Linked DNA regions of Mus musculus: region 1 is linked to region 2. A link is a contact called in public promoter capture Hi-C data. All regions are on one chromosome and are shown on one strand. The core of a region is the stretch at or near the end of the contact, and the rest is flanking DNA. Distances in the headings are between cores, read along the strand shown.

What was found. Promoter capture Hi-C pulls out the DNA fragments that hold promoters and counts their contacts.
Region 1: a contact with region 2 is called in a promoter capture Hi-C map of embryonic stem cells, with 2.6 times the contacts expected there. The contact joins the enhancer-like site here to the promoter of Qtrt1 in region 2. A contact is called at or near these places in 20 of 39 promoter capture datasets (the 3T3-L1 cell line, the C10 cell line, the HPC-7 cell line and 11 more), 6 of 484 Hi-C or Micro-C datasets (DN3 thymocytes, Th2 cells, bone marrow-derived dendritic cells and 3 more), 9 of 115 datasets of contacts at active chromatin or transcription factors (the 230-238 cell line, the NIH/3T3 cell line, astrocytes and 4 more) and 3 of 9 other capture datasets (adipose tissue, liver and pancreatic islet).

The regions. Positions count from the first base shown.
Region 1 is chr9:21,199,804-21,207,054 of GRCm38.p6, reverse strand. Pde4a (phosphodiesterase 4A, cAMP specific) reads right to left here. Exons shown (of 15, transcript NM_183408.3): 8 at 5,638-5,834; 9 at 3,759-3,857; 10 at 3,503-3,667; 11 at 2,632-2,731; 12 at 1,931-2,085; 13 at 1,642-1,764; 14 at 728-910. Among named protein-coding and RNA genes, the nearest start is that of Keap1, 36 kb to the left of the region's middle. Within about 2 kb of position 2,379, at least 73 of the 459 cell types and tissues checked have an H3K27ac peak or open chromatin away from gene starts, as enhancers often do. A contact at or near this core is called in the 230-238 cell line, craniofacial prominence and embryonic stem cells, where this site is marked.
Region 2 is chr9:21,405,459-21,413,115 of GRCm38.p6, reverse strand. It overlaps Qtrt1 (queuine tRNA-ribosyltransferase catalytic subunit 1), which reads right to left and starts at 1,279. Exons shown (of 10, transcript NM_021888.2): 1 at 1,019-1,279; 2 at 815-883; 3 at 585-723. The coding sequence starts at 1,261. Gm16853 (predicted gene, 16853) reads left to right here and starts at 1,396. Exons shown (of 5, transcript NR_045742.1): 1 at 1,396-1,669; 2 at 4,554-4,795; 3 at 5,749-5,845; 4 at 6,180-6,708; 5 at 7,031-7,657.

The sequences.
Region 1 (7,251 bases), core at 1,130-3,629, 210 kb after region 2:
CTTGGTTGCCCAACCGCACAGGAGATGCCTGATCACATGCGGGTGGGAGGGACAGAGGCTTGAAGTTTATCAGGATGAATGCTTGCCCCAGTTTGGACAAAAGCAGGAGATGTGTAGCCATAAGGGTTTTGCCTTTATAAGCCTCTGACTAATGTAATTTGGTGCCACAGTCTGAGAATCCCAGGTATGGACCCGGCCAGTCTTAAATAAAGCTTGCTTCAAATTTGGCTCAAAAATTGTGGCCTTATTTTTGCCCAGTAAGATTAACAATACAACTTATTAAAAAGATAAAGGGGAACTGGGGCTGTAGTTCAGTTAGCAGAGCGTGCTTGCCTAGCATGCAGGAGGCTTTGGGCTTTACTCCCAGCACTGTATAAACCTGTGTGGTGGGGCAGCCCGGGATCCAGTGCTAGAGAGGTAGGGCAGTAAGATCAGAGATTCAAATTTATCCTTGGCTATAGTGAGTTCAAGGTCCAGATGTAAAACAGAAAACTAAAACCACCCCCCTCCCAACACACAAAACATTGTTTTTAAAATGCCTGGTTTGCAGCAGACTGATGCCATGATAGGTGGACTAGCCAGAGATCTGTGAACATAACTTTGCAAAATGGGAGTGACCTGCCTCCGATGAGCCCACTACCAAAGAGTCAGACACTGATTTTGTCGTCCTGGAGAGGTGGGCCAAGCTACTCCTGTAAGCTGTCCCGAGGCCCTGTACCCGCCGTACCTGAGACTTCTCCACAGAGGCTGTGTGCTTGTCACACATGGGGCTAATCTCCATTCCGCGTTCCCGTTCTCGGTCACCCTGCTGGAAGAACTCAGCCATGATGCGATCAGTCCATTGTCGGTACAGCTCCAGGGGCTTGGTGGGATTGCTGAGGTCTGCACAGTGCACCATGTTCCTGAGGACCTGGTGAATACAGGGAGGGGCCTTCAGAGGCCAGGCAGAATCCCAGTCTGTGGGCCTCTGGCTGTCTTCTCTCTCTGTCTCCCTGTCTTTTTTATGAGACAGGGTCCCCTGTAGCTTAGGTTGGCCTTGAACTTGCTATGTAGCTGCGGATGACCTCAAACTCTGATCCTGCCCCCATCTTCTAAGTGCTGGGGACACAGGGATGCAACAGCACACTCAGATTTAGTTTCTAGTGGCTTTATTTGACTTTTTAAAAGGGGTTTCCAAATAGAGTCCCAGCTGGTTTTGGACTTGTGGCCATCCTCCAGTCTCTACTTTTGGAATGCTGGGATTAAGGGTGCTCACTAGGCCTAAGGTTTTCTTAACTCCATGTGCTTGTATGCCTGAATGTGTATGTGTGTGTGTGTGTGTGTATGTGCGCGCGCGCTAATGCACAAATGCATGTGTGTGTATGCGTGTCTGTGTATGTGTGTGCTGGGCAGGTGAATTGGAGTGAAGGAGAAAGCTGAGGCAAGAAGTGTGAGGGAAATGGAGAGAGGTGAGAGACAGCTGGGGCAAGATGGGTGTGTGGTGAGAGAAGCTGAGTGGGGTACGTCAGGGGAGAGGGTTGGAGAGAGACGGAAGAGGTTGAGAAAGAGACATATGGGAATTGACAGAGGAAGGAGGGGCATGTGTTGGAAAGGGAAGATGGGAGAGGCAATCACGAACGAGGAAGAGGGCATCTGGGGCACCTGGATACGGTCAGAGTAGTTGTCCAGCAAGAGAACTCCAGAGCTGGTCACTTTCTTCGTCTCTACCATAGTCTTCAGGTCAGCCAGAAGGGTCATGTGCTTGGACATGTCTGTGGCCAGCACCTAAAAGCAAGATATGTCAAGTCAGGGAAGAAAGCTTGCCCACCCTCCCCCTGACATCCACTCTGTTACCTACCCTGGCCCTAGATTTATTTTCCTTTGCCAAACTGCAGGGTTCTTAAGGCCCGCCCCGCCACCAAGCCCCACCCACAGCGCTGGCCCCGCCCACCATGTCGATGACCATCTTGCGCAGGCTCTGCCGCTGGCGCTTGCTGAGGTTCTGGAAGATGTCGCAGTTCTCTTCTTGCAGCAGCTTGAATCCCACAGCCAGGTGGTGGTTCTCAAGCACAGACTCATCGTTGTACATCAATGCCAGCTCCGAATCTGCAGAGTACCACGTGGTACCACCTGGGTACCAAGCCCCGCCCCGTGCGCGCCCAGTCTCCAGTTGGCTTCATTTTCAGACTGACTAGTCCCAGCCCCCTCCTCTGCCACATCGGTGCTTCACCAAATAAACCAAGCATCAGGCGCCTAGACTGTTCCTGCTCCAATCCTCCTCTGGCCGTCCTCACCCTTAGCCTAGCGGGCCCATCCCATCCTCACAAGCCCCGCCCCCACCTGGCTGGCTCCACCCCTAGCTCAGTTGGTTTAATTTCACGCCCCATAAACCAGGTTCACAGGCAGGTTGTTTCCCATCAATATATTAAGCCCCAAAGCTAGCCTTGCCAGCTCCTCCCCTAGCCCAGGTGGTCTAATCTCTACAACACAGGCTCCACCTTCATCCTGACCAGCCCCGGTTCCAGCTAGACCACCTCCATACTTTCATCCCAACGTGAGGGGCTATTCCCACCTCCATTCAACCAGATGTTGCTTCTAGGCCAAATGGCCACGCCCTGAGCCTAACTGTCTCCGCCCTGAAAAGCCACTCACTGGTGTTGATTAGGAACTGGTTGGAGACGCCAGGGTGGTCCACGTCATGGATGGCAGCAGCGAAGAGAGCAGCAAGAATCTCCAGGTCTGTGAACACGGCCTGGGGGCAGGGAGAAGAAGTGAGAGAGAGGCAGAGTCTGACACAGAGGGGACACACAAAAGGGACAGCCCAGACAGAGATGAGGAAGATGGGACTCCAGAAAGAAGAGGAAGAGAAAGATAGATGTAGTGTCTGGGCAGATGATCGCTGAACCAGTAAAGTGCTGGCTACGCAAGCATGACGACCTGAGCTTCAAACCCACACCCCACATTAAAAAGCCAGGCCTGTGGGCTGATCTTGCAATTTCAGCTTTGAGAGAGGGCTGCGTCCCTGGGGCCCCTGGCCAATCTCCCCTACTCAGTGGTTGACCCTGTTTCAAAAATGAAGGTGTTAATCTCAGCATTCAGGAGGCAGAGGCAGGCGGATCTCTATGAGAGCTGTACACCAGCCTGGTCTGGGGATGTGTGGCAACAAGTGACATCCTGACTTGGAACAAGGTAAAGGGACGGTAAGACACAAAGGAGTGTTCTCCGACCTCCACACATGCCCCGTGTGCCCCCTTACACACACACACACACACACACACAGGCCAGTAAAACAAAACAGACACTAGCAAGACTGCTCACTGGGTAAAAGAACTTGCTACTCAGGTAAACATGACTGAGTCTGGTTCCTGGATTTACATAGTAAAAAGGCAGAAAACTCCGTTCCAAAAGTTGTTCTCTGACCTCCACACATAGGCAACAGCACCCCCCAAAAACAAGAGAAGATAGGATTAGAGAAATGGGCTAGAGGAGATGAAGGGACAGACAGGAGGAGGCGGGCACTCACATCCAGTGCAGGCGTGGCCAGCAGCACATGTGTGGACTGTAGCACATCGGCTGCGTGCAGGCTGTTGTGGTAGGCCACGTCAGCGTGGTAGTGGTCCTCCAGCGTCAGCATGTATGTCATCATGGTGTCCACGGGGATGTGGAATTTCTTCAGTAAGTCCCGCTCCTGGGAGCCAGAGCAGAGCAGTGACTCCTGCTGACCCCCAATGCCCCGTCCCAGCCCCTTGGATCCCAGCCAGCTCCCTGTTCGACATCACCTGGAATATCGTATACATGATACAGCTGAGTGAACGGCCTCCAGCGTACTCCGACACACAAAAGATGTTCAGGCCCCATTTGCTCAAGTTCTCCAGTTCCTGGCAGTGACAGGGTAAGAAGTCAGGAGCTTGCATGGTTCAGGGACAGGAAAGCTACTTCCTAGGACTCTGAGCCTCATTACTGTTCACAAATTGCATAAAGTTCAAATGCATGGACATTTTTTTTTTTTTTGAGACAGGGTTTCTCTATGTAGCCCTGTCTTTGTAGACCAGGCTGGCCTGGAACCCAGAAATCCGCCTGCCTCTGCCTCGAAAGTGCTGGGATTAAAGACGTGTGCCACCACCACCTGGCTTGCCTTAAACTTAAAAAAAAAAAAAAAAAAAACCAAAAAACCCAACATATATTTATTTTATGTATATGAGTGCTCTATTTTCATGTATGCCTGCATTACAGAAGAGGGTATCAGGTCCATTGCAGATGGTCACAAGCCACCATGTAGTTGCTGGGAATTGAACTGGAAGAGTAGCCAGTGCTCTTAACCACTGAGCCATCTCTCCAGCACCACCCCTCCCACCACTGGGTTTCTTTTTGTAGTCCTGGCTGTCCTGGAAGTCAGCCATCTGTCTGTCTCTGCCTCCCTAGTGCTGAGATTAAAAGCATGGGCCAGATACATGGACTTTAAGACAGACTATATCTTTGTATGTGTGTGTGCCTGTGTGCAGGTATGCATATCCACAGAGATCAGAGGTCACCTTAAGATGTCTTCCTCAATCATTCTTCTTTGTAAAATTCTTTAAAAAAAAAAAAAGAACAAAAACAGTCGGGCATGGTGGTGCACGCCTTTAATCCCAGCACTTGGGAGGCAGAGGCAGGCAAATTTCTGAGTTCGAGGCCAGCCTGGTCTACAGAGTGAGTTCCAGGACAGCCAGGGCTATACAGAGAAACCCTGCCTCAAAAAAAAAAAAAAAAAAAAAAAAAGAAAGAAAGAAAGAAAGAAAGAAAAGAAAGAAAAAACCATTTATGTGTATGCGTATCTCTGTGTTTTACTTGTGTACAGGGCCAGAAGGTGTGCTCCATCCCTGGAGCTAAAATTGCTGTGAGCCCCTGGCCTCCTCTCCGAATCATGGATGGTGGGAGCTGAACTAGAAACCTTCGCAAGAGCAGCAAGCCCTCTTAGTGGCTGAGGCATCTCTGTAACTCCTTTTTTCCCCCTCCCCAAATTTATTGTTTTCGCTCTCTTTTTATTTATTTACTTTTTTTGGTTTTTTGAGACAGGGTTTCTCTGTGTAGCCCTGGCTGTCCTGGAACTCACTCTGTAGACCAGGCTGGCCTAGAACTCAAAAATCTGCCTGCCTCTGCCTGCCTCTGCTGGGATCAAAGGTGTGCGCCACTGCTTCTACCTCCCCAGTACTAGGGTCACAGGCCACCACACTGGGCTCATGCGGTGCTGGGAAGGGACTCTGGGACCATAAGCATGCCAGGCTTCTCTAATACCCATAAGCTCACAAGCTGGGAAGCAAGCCGGGCCGACCCCCAGACCTCTGTCGGACTGTAAGCTGCTCATAAGACCTCAGTTGTGTTGGGGTCGGAGGAGGACTGTTGGTCTCCTCGGAATCCATTACACACCACGAACTCAGTTTATAACACTGATTAAAAAGCCGTGTACCAGGGCTGGCCACAAGTGTGTCAGAATGAGTGACTGTCTAAATCCAAGGTTCTGGTGGAGCAAGTTGGAGTCACTCTCTGACCCTTCCACCCCACAACATGTCAGACTCTGCACCCTGGGAACCTGGGTTACATGAGCCCCAAAGCCCCTGCCCTTTGATGGATGCCTCCCAGACAAGGCTTCCCCTGTTGAGCCCCGCTCCCTACACCTACTTGTGCTAAGAGGTCCTCCTGATCTGTCTTGACTCCAAATCGTGGGACATTGATGTTCAAGCTTCCGGTGTGTACCAGCTTTTTCAGCCCTGTGATCTGAGACATGGGCTGGGCCTGCTGCACTGCTGCTGGTGGGGGCTGCTGGAAGGGTCTCTGTCGCGGCGTGGGCGATGGGATCTCCACTTCGTGCTGCTTGTCTGTCAAAGGTCAGGTAAGAAGCATGGGATGGCTTTCCAGGAGGCTCCCCCACATCCCTCAGCCTGTGGTGGTGTCCTGAGATGTCTCACTTGCTATGAGGCCATCCTTCTGCAGGGAATGCTCTTCTCTGTTCTGAGGCTGGAAACCAGGACTCATGAAAGAAGTTTTCTGGGAGGTGGTGGGCAGGAGTGGGGGTCTTAGGGATGATCCTGGACTGTGGAGTACCCTCAGACTGGTGCCCAGTTTGGGCCACAACATGGTATGAGACATGAGGATGTGGGATGAAGACCCCCAAGTGAGCTGCTGCTGCTGCTGACTCTGGATAGCCAGGGGACCTTCTTGGCCAGGGAAGATACCACTCTGATGGCTGAGGGTAGTGATGGGAGGTGACATCGTTGGTAGGTGAGAGGGAAGGGAGGTCTCTGGATCCATGACACCCCCACCCCTTGGCACCAGTCAGCCTGAAGAGCAGCCACAGAGACTCTTTTCTTGAGCTTTCAAAGGCTTCTGAGAACCAGTGGGGCTGACCCCATTATGACCTTGGAGGACCTAATTTGCATGCAACCAACCCACTGGCTGCATCCTCAGAATTCTAAGACATACCACACCTTAGCTATTGGAGGGAGGCTTAAAACTCAGAATCTCCCGGTCTTGAAACATTTTTTGGCACGGTCTCATCATGTCATCCAGGCAGGCCTGGGAACTTGAAATTTTCCTGCCTCAGCCTTTGACTGCTGGGATTTTGGAGGTATGCTCCACTACTTCACATGAAGTTTCTTTCTATCTTTATTTTTAAAAAAAGTTTCTTGGGGCTGGAGAGACATGGCTCAGGGGTTAGGAGCACCAACTGCTCTTCCAGAGGTCCTGAGTTCAATTCTCAGCAACCACATGGTGGCTCACAACCATCTGTAATGAGATTGGATGCCCTCTTCTGGGTTTCTCTGTGTAGCCCTGGCTATGTTAGAACTCAAACTGTAGACCAGGCTAGCCTTGAACTCAGAGATCTGCCTGCCTCTGCCTCCTGAGTGCAAGATTAAAGGTGTGTACCACTACACTTGGTCTTTTATTGGTTTGTTGTTGTTCTATTTTGTTTTGCTTTTCAAGACAGGGGAATCACTATGACTGGCTAGAATTCTGAGTTCCACCTGTCATTGTCTCCTGGGGGTCATGATGAATGGCATGTGCCAACATACTGACTCTCTTTTATTAAGTGTGTGTGTGTGTGCGGGGGTCAGAGGGCAACCTTGGGTACCAATCCTCTACTTCCATGTTGGTTTTGCTTTTCTGTTTCTTAGACAGGGTCTGACTGCATATCACTGGCTGGCCGGGAATTTGCTCTATAGAGTACGCTGGCCTCTCACACTCAGAGATCTCCCGCTTCTGCTCCTGATAATCAAGATTAAAGGCTGTGTGAGA
Region 2 (7,657 bases), core at 30-2,529:
CTACCCCCACACTTCAAGATTTTAGGTATAATTCTACTACTGCCAGCTTTGACATCCAACTTTTTCTCTCTGTTGTTTTCAAGACAGGGTTTCTCTGTGTAGTCCTGGCTGTCCTGGAACTCACTTTGTAGACCAGGCTGGCCTCAAACTCAGAAATCCGCCTGGCTCTGCCTCCCAAGTGCTGGGATTAAAGGTGTGCGCCACCCCCCACCCTCCTTTTTAAAGTGTTTGTTTTGTTTGTTTGCTGTAGTGAGGATCTAGACCAGGACACTGGCAAAACACTCTAATTAACTCTTGCACATGCCCAACACAGGACCTATTCTTTATCCTTCTTTTCTTTTTTTTCTTTTTTTTTTTTTTTGGTTTTTCGAGACAGGGTTTCTCTGTGTAGCCCTGGCTGTCCTGGAGCTCACTTTGTAGACCAGGCTGGCCTCGAACTCAGAAATCTGCCTGCCTCTGCCTCCCGAGTGCTGGGATTAAAGGCATGCGCCACCACGCCCGGCTATCCTTATTTTCGTTAGGTGAAAGAGTCCAAATTCAAAGACGATCCAAACCATACGTGGCGTTCGAAGCCCTCCTCTTACCCAGAGCATTCTGGATCTCCACCGACCTCTCTGGGCTCAAAAGTGTCTCTTCTCCATCGTAGGGCGAGCGGAAGTGGACGCCCTCCTCCGTCACCTCGGACAGGGAGAAGAGGGACACCATCTGGAAGCCGCCGCTATCCTGGGGAGACCCCGCAGCGAAGCTGTCAGGAGATTGAGACTGGGGACCTCTCACCTCAACGCAGCGCCCGAGGGCGGCAACCCCAACTCACCGTCAGCAGATTGTGGGGCCAATTCATGAAGCCGTGAAGACCCTGGGCTTTCCGGATCAGCTCCGGTCCCTGTGAGGGAGAAAAAGTTAGCGGTGCCCGCAGCTCCACGGCCAGGTGTGGGTGAGCCCCGGCACTGTGGGCCTTACTCAACAGACTTTTCCAAAGACCCCCTCGCCACCCACCCCCCAGATCGAATCCACACACCGGCCTCAGCCCCAGATGGTAGGTGTTGCCCAAGCAGATGCGGCAGCCCAGGGAGTCCAGCTGCTCCGTGGTGATACCCTTCATGGTGGCCTGTGTACCCACAGGCATGAACACAGGGGTGGCTACCGTTCCATGCGGCAGCCGCAGCTCACCCGCCCGAGCTCCGGAGCGACTGCACTCAGCGACCAGCCGCATTATTCGTGGAGCGGACTCAAGCGAACCTGGGCTGCCTACCGCCGCCATTTTCAGTCCCGGAACCACGTGGCCTGAGACCACAGAGGACAGCGCCGAGGTGCCCCGAATCACGTGATCTGAGAGCTATAGGGAACCATAGCAACTGACGCCACACCCTCCACACGCTTGGGTGCTCTACTTCCAGATCCCATAGCTGTCACCGTTCTAAGGCCCAGTGCCATGGCTTACCGAGTGAAGATACACAGCGCCAAGCCCGATGACCTGTCTCTGGGATCTACAAGACAGCCATTCAAATTCGCATGGGCGTACATACAATAAATGTATTTTAAACACTCCAAGACATGTTTTTCTGCTGTATAAAATACAACAGCCGGATATGATAACTCATCAGGAATCTCAAGATTTCAGAGGCTGAGGAAAAAGGATTATGTGCAGTTGGAGATCGACACCGGCACAGTGAGTTTCCTGCCAGCTTGGGCTACAGAGAGATCTCATCTCACAAAAAGGGAGGGGAAAAAAAGATGGAGCCAAGCCTGTTATTGTACTCCTTTGATACAAGGAAAGGTAGAGGCAGGTGGATCTCTGTGAGCCTATATAGCAAGCTCCAGGAAAGTTAGGGCTATATTGTGAACTACCTCAAAAAACAAGCAATAAAAAAGGCACTGTAGGGCACTACTGCAATCCCAGCACTTGGGAGGCAGAGGCAGGCAGATTTCTGAGTTCCAGGACAGCCAGGGTTACATAGAGAAGCCCTGTTTCAAAAAGCAACAACAACAAAAAACCCTAGCCAGACAAACAAAAAAACCTGATGGCTCAGCAGTTAAGAGCACCGACCGCTCTTCCAGAGGAACTGGATTCAATTCCCAGCACCCACATGGCAGCTCACAACTGTCTGTAATGCCGAAATCTGACATACATGCAGGCAAAACATCAATGCACATAAAATTATTTTTTAAAAAAAATCAGGGCTGGAGAGATGGCTCAGCGGTTAAGAGTACTGACTGCTCTTCCAGAGGTCCTGAGTTCAATTCCCAGCGACCACATGGTGGCTCACAATCATCTGTAATTGGATCCAATGCCTTCTTCTGAAACAGTGGCAGTATACTCAAATACAAAAAAAATCAAAAGCCGGGCGTGGTGGCGCACGCCTTTAATCCCAGCACTCAGGAGGCAGAGGCAGGCGGATTTCTGAGTTCGAGGCCAGCCTGGTCTACAAAGTGAGTTCCAGGACAGCCAGAGCTACACAGAGAAACCCTGTCTCAAAAAACAAAAAAACAAAACAAAAAAAAATCAAAATAGGGGCTAATGAGCACGTACCCAGAGGACATGGTACTCCTAGCACACACAGCCCCCTGTAACTCCATTTCCAGTGGATCTGATGTCCTCCTCTGACCAGGCAGGTAAGATGGTAGCACACCCACATTCAGGCAAAATACTTAAATACACAAAATAAATCTTTTAAACAAAAACAACCCAACTTTCTCCCTGGCATGCACAAGGCTCTGGGTTGAGTCCTCTGCACACATACTCACATAGCATACTCTTCATACATGTAGTCACTAACAATAGTCTGTCATTCTGTGTTCATTTACTAAGGACCTAGCATGTAGTCAGGCGCTCAGTCATTTTTTTGTCAAAGGATTCCTATCATTACAAAAAGAAATCTAATGCCCAGAAACTTGACCCTATTACTTTATTCAATGAGGGAGGTGTGTGTGTGTGTACAGTCACGTGTTCCCACTGCCCTGACCAGAGATTTAATAAAGATAGCCAAGTGATTTTCTGTCAATATAAACCGTATCTGCCACCTCTGCCGGCAGAGGGCACCATTGTCCCACAATATTCCCAGTGAGCTGCTATGCAGAACCTGCTATGATGGGCAGAGGTACTGGGTAGAATCTGAGTCTCTTGCAGTGAAAAAGAGTAAATGAATACCAATTACCAGAAGTTATAGGGCTGACTGAGCTTAGTCAGAATGCCTCAAGACACCGAGGCTGAGGAATAGTCAAGGCCCTTGTGCTTGTGTGAGCAGAGGCCAAGGGATGGTTAATAACCTGCTGTTGCTCTCCACCTTAATCCCCAGGCAGTGTCTCACTGAACCTGAAAGCAGCTTGGCAGTCAACCAGCCCCAGCGATCCTCATCTCTACGACCACTTCTCCATACACACAGTGCTGGTGTTCCAGGTCACAGCCCTGCTTTAGAGTGCTTACATTTATGCGTGTGGGTGTAACTGTCAGCGTAGATATACCCACACACTTGCCACAGCATCCTTGTGGAGGTCAGAGTACAACTTCCAGGAGTCTGTGCTCTCTGGTCCCAGGAAACCAAATCCAGGCTGTCATCTTTATGCATTTACTCAGCTCCCTAGACCTATGCCAGCTATTTAAGAATTTTATGTGTTTTGCCTACATGAACATATATGTACTGAAAGCATCCTGGAACTGGAGTTACAATTGTGAGCTCTCATGCAGATTTCTGGGACTAGAACTACTGAGATATCTCTCCGGTCCTGTATTGGTTATTTTTTGAGACAAGCTCTCACATAGTTCATGCTGACCTCACATTTACTACGCAGTAGCTGGTGTTGATCCTCTTGCTTTTTGGTCAAGGCAGGTTTTCTTTGTAGTCAGTCCAATCTGTCCAGGAATTTGCTCTGTAGACCAGGCAGGCCTCAAAGTCAAGAGATCCACCTGTCTCTGCCTACAAACTGCTGGGATTAAAAGCGTGCCAACCTGCCTCCACCTTTAAGTGCTAGCTCATAGTACTACCATAGTAGCTGGCAACTTTTTGGGTTGAGGCAGGATTTTACTCTGTAGATGATGCTGTCCTGGAATGATGCAGTCCAGGCTGTCCACTCACAGCAATCTCCACGCTTCAAAATTTTAGGTATAATCTTCTACAGCCAGCTTCGACATCCAACTTTTCCTGTTGTTCTCAAGACAAGGTTTCACTGTGTAGCCCTGGCTGTCCTAGGAGTCACTCTGTAGACCAGGCTGGCTTTTGCCTTGAACGCACAGAGATCCACCCGCCATCGTTGGGTTTATTGACAGGGTCTTAACATGTAACCCACCTGCCTCTGCCTCCTGGGTGCTGGCATTAAAGGCGTGTGGCCCCATACCCAGCACCCTATGTATGCTATTGAATTATCCGACAGACTAGGCTGGCTTGCCAGTAAACACAAAGGATCTATCTCTGCCTCCCAGTCCCAGGGTCAAAGAGGAAGCTCATTGCCATGGTCTGACATGTGCTAGGGGGCTCTGGTTTTATGTACCGACCTTTCCACCCCTTGAGTAGCCTTCCCTGGGTCTAGACTTTTTTTCCTTTTCTTTCTCCCTTTAGTGTTTTGTAGCCTATTCTGACCTCAAGAATCTTATACTCAAGTGAACTCACTAACCTCCAGTGGTTCGGAAACAAGGACTGAGCCTGGAGACACAGGCTGCACGAACCAAAGGAAAGTACCAGGGCACTTGAGCAGTGAACTCCAAGAGTGGCTGGTGGGACTAAAGGAAAGGATGGAAGACAAATGTCACTGCAAGCAGCTGTGCGACGCTGGATTGGAGAATGTAGGCTTTGCCATTGGGGTAAATATGCATGGGAGTAGTAGTAGCAGTTTAATGTCCTCAATGGGAGGAGAGCAGGGACCATCCTGAGCCCTCCCCTGCAATTAACAGCATTGGGAACTCCGCTTCAGCACAAGGGACAGCGGCACTATCGTTGCCAGGAGATTGGAGAAGCCACTGCACATACAAGAGGCCGGGCAGAGAGCATACAGCCTTCAGAAGCTTGGGGACTCAATGAGAGAGCTGGCCAAGTTCCCAGTGTGGCAAAGTCCAGGAGTTACCTAGGAAATCATGAGGAGGGAACTGGATTGGAAGGGGTGCTGTGTGCCTAGGAGTAAGAGCAAGTGCCATGCACTGACATTTTCTGTCTAGCCATAGGTGGTCTGTGCTCTCACTGTTCTCACTTATCCAGAGGTCCATGGAACACTAAGCAGGGACTTAGGTGGCTGGCATGAGAGCATAGGTCTGGAGTCTAGACAAGGCAGGCAGGGACTAGACAGAATTCTGGGTACAGATAGAAGCTGAGAACTTCCAGAAATGTAAAATTTAGGGTCTTAGACCCAATGGTAAAACGGTGGTTTAAGGATCATGGATTCGGATGAGCACTGGAGGCGGCTCTAGAGCCTTTAAGCTGGTTTAGTTAGCCAGGGTAGAGGTGCCCCATGACAACTTACAATGCCTGGATGCCATTTTTTCTGGAAGTAAAGAGGCCTGGGTCACCATACCTCTTATGACCCCAATTCACACCCGGGCGTGGTGGCACATGCCTTTAATCCCAGCACTTGGGAGGCAGAGGCAGGCAGATTTCTGAGGTCGAGGCCAGCCTGGTCTACAAAGTGAGTTCCAGGACAGCCAGGGCTACACAGAGAAACCCTGTCTTGAAAAACCAAATAAATAAATATTCACAGCAGGAGTACAGGCCTTTCAAACGGCCCACCGCTGAGTACTTCAAACCACATTATGTCTCTTTCAAGTCCTAGAGATTTCCATTATCAGCACTGGCAGTTCATGTGTCTCGCAATGCCACGGACCTTGCTCCGTAACTCAAAAGAATCACCCAGGTCTTCCCAGGTCAGAACCCTCAAGTGACCCATCCCATTGCCCTCGGGACAGGGGTTATAACCCCAGGCCTGGCATTTGGTGAACACTGCCCACCAGTCATACTTTTCATCATTCCCTTTGCATACAAGTTTCAGCCCTTGTCCAAACCCTATCTGTTCCCCTGCCCAGGATACACTCTCTCCTCTGATCCTAACCTCCTTCTGGCCCAACTGAGGCCTGGAAGCCCAAGGACTGTAGAGAACAGCCCCAGCACTGGTAGCATAGACCCTGAACACGCCTGCCACTCAAGCATATGGTAGAAAAAAACCATGAACTAAGTGTGGCGGCATCCCTCTCTGTATAGGTCTGTCTCTCTACACCCAAACCTCTATTTGTGACTTACCTCCGGTTCTCAGCACATCAAGCACGCAGACCTGAGGTCATACCTAGTCTGGATGTGCAGCTGCAGCTGTGGCATTATGGTGAGCTTTGGGACAGAGGCCATCAAATGGACAGTATTTTGGCAGATGAGAATGGGCAAGGCCCAGGCACTGCTCAAGTAGGCGGAAGCCCCGGGCCTGCAAAGATGGCCTTTACTCGGGCATTTCCAGCCTGAAAGGCTCCCCGCCCTCTGACAAGTATTACCACCCTGGAGCAGCTGGCACCGGGAACACAGGCCCAAACCCCAAGCACCTTATCATCAGGTGGGTATCTAGTTATCAGAAGTTAAATTCCTGCTGAGACCCCTGCTGACCTTTGAAGACAGAACACGAGACGCCATTCACAGCAGCCTGGAGAACAGCACTCGAGGAGTGTGTACTTCATAAACCAGCTCCTGTCTACTTACTGCTGGCTGGGGGAGGAAAGCAACTGCCAGGAAGGCCTCCCACCAGGTATGCACAGGTCAAGGGCCAACAACAGGTTCTCTATGTTCAGGGGACAAGCTACACCTTCCTGAAGCCAGCTTCCTAGGTTGATGAGCTCAGATACGCCAGGGGTGGGCATGTGTAATCAATGGCTGCTGGTTGAGTGTCCACTGACAAACTTCAGTGTGGTAGACAGGCATCACCCAGAGCTGCAGGAAAGGAGAGCCAGTTTGGCAGAGGGTGTGGTTGCTGTTCTGGTCTTCAGAGGACTTCTAAAGGTCCTGGGCTTCACAACTCCTCCCTCAGGCTATTATCTCACTAAGGCACCCTTTGTGTCCCTTTCTCACAGCAGGAGAGCAATTTTCCTCGGCTGCCATGTGGAAAGGAGGCAGGAGCCTGGAGCAAATACCTTCTGAGTAACCTGCTCCTTGTGTGGGAAGCAGAGGGACAACTGGGCTCAGGCTGGCAGCACTATAGACTGCTGACAAGGTGAGAGGGGTTTGCTGAAGGCGCTTGGGTTCCTCCCATCAGGATGAATAGGAGGCTGGCTGGATGCCCTCTAGACCCTCTGCAGGTAGGGTCCCGGGTGAGAAGGCCTTCCTTCCCTGAAGATGCATCATCATCTGCACTGCATGAGCAACATGAGCAGCATGAGGCATGGCCCAAGGCAACACTGGCTACTGGCAGCATCCCTCCTCACCTCGAGGCTGACAACCACTGCCCTTGGGCATGCACAAGCTCCAGTCCCAGCTCAAACTGGGGGACCTTATCCAGCCCAGTCTGCTCTGCCTCAGTGTAAGATTAGACTTAAAACCATATCAAACCTGGGTGTGGTGATGCACCCCCTGTTCCCGACATCCCAGCACTTGGGAGGCTGAGGTAGGAGGAGTTGTGCAAGTTTGAGACTGCTGGGGTCCTGTAGAGTGAATGAGGACTTGGAGAACCAACACCATCCAAACAGAGAAGACATTGGAAG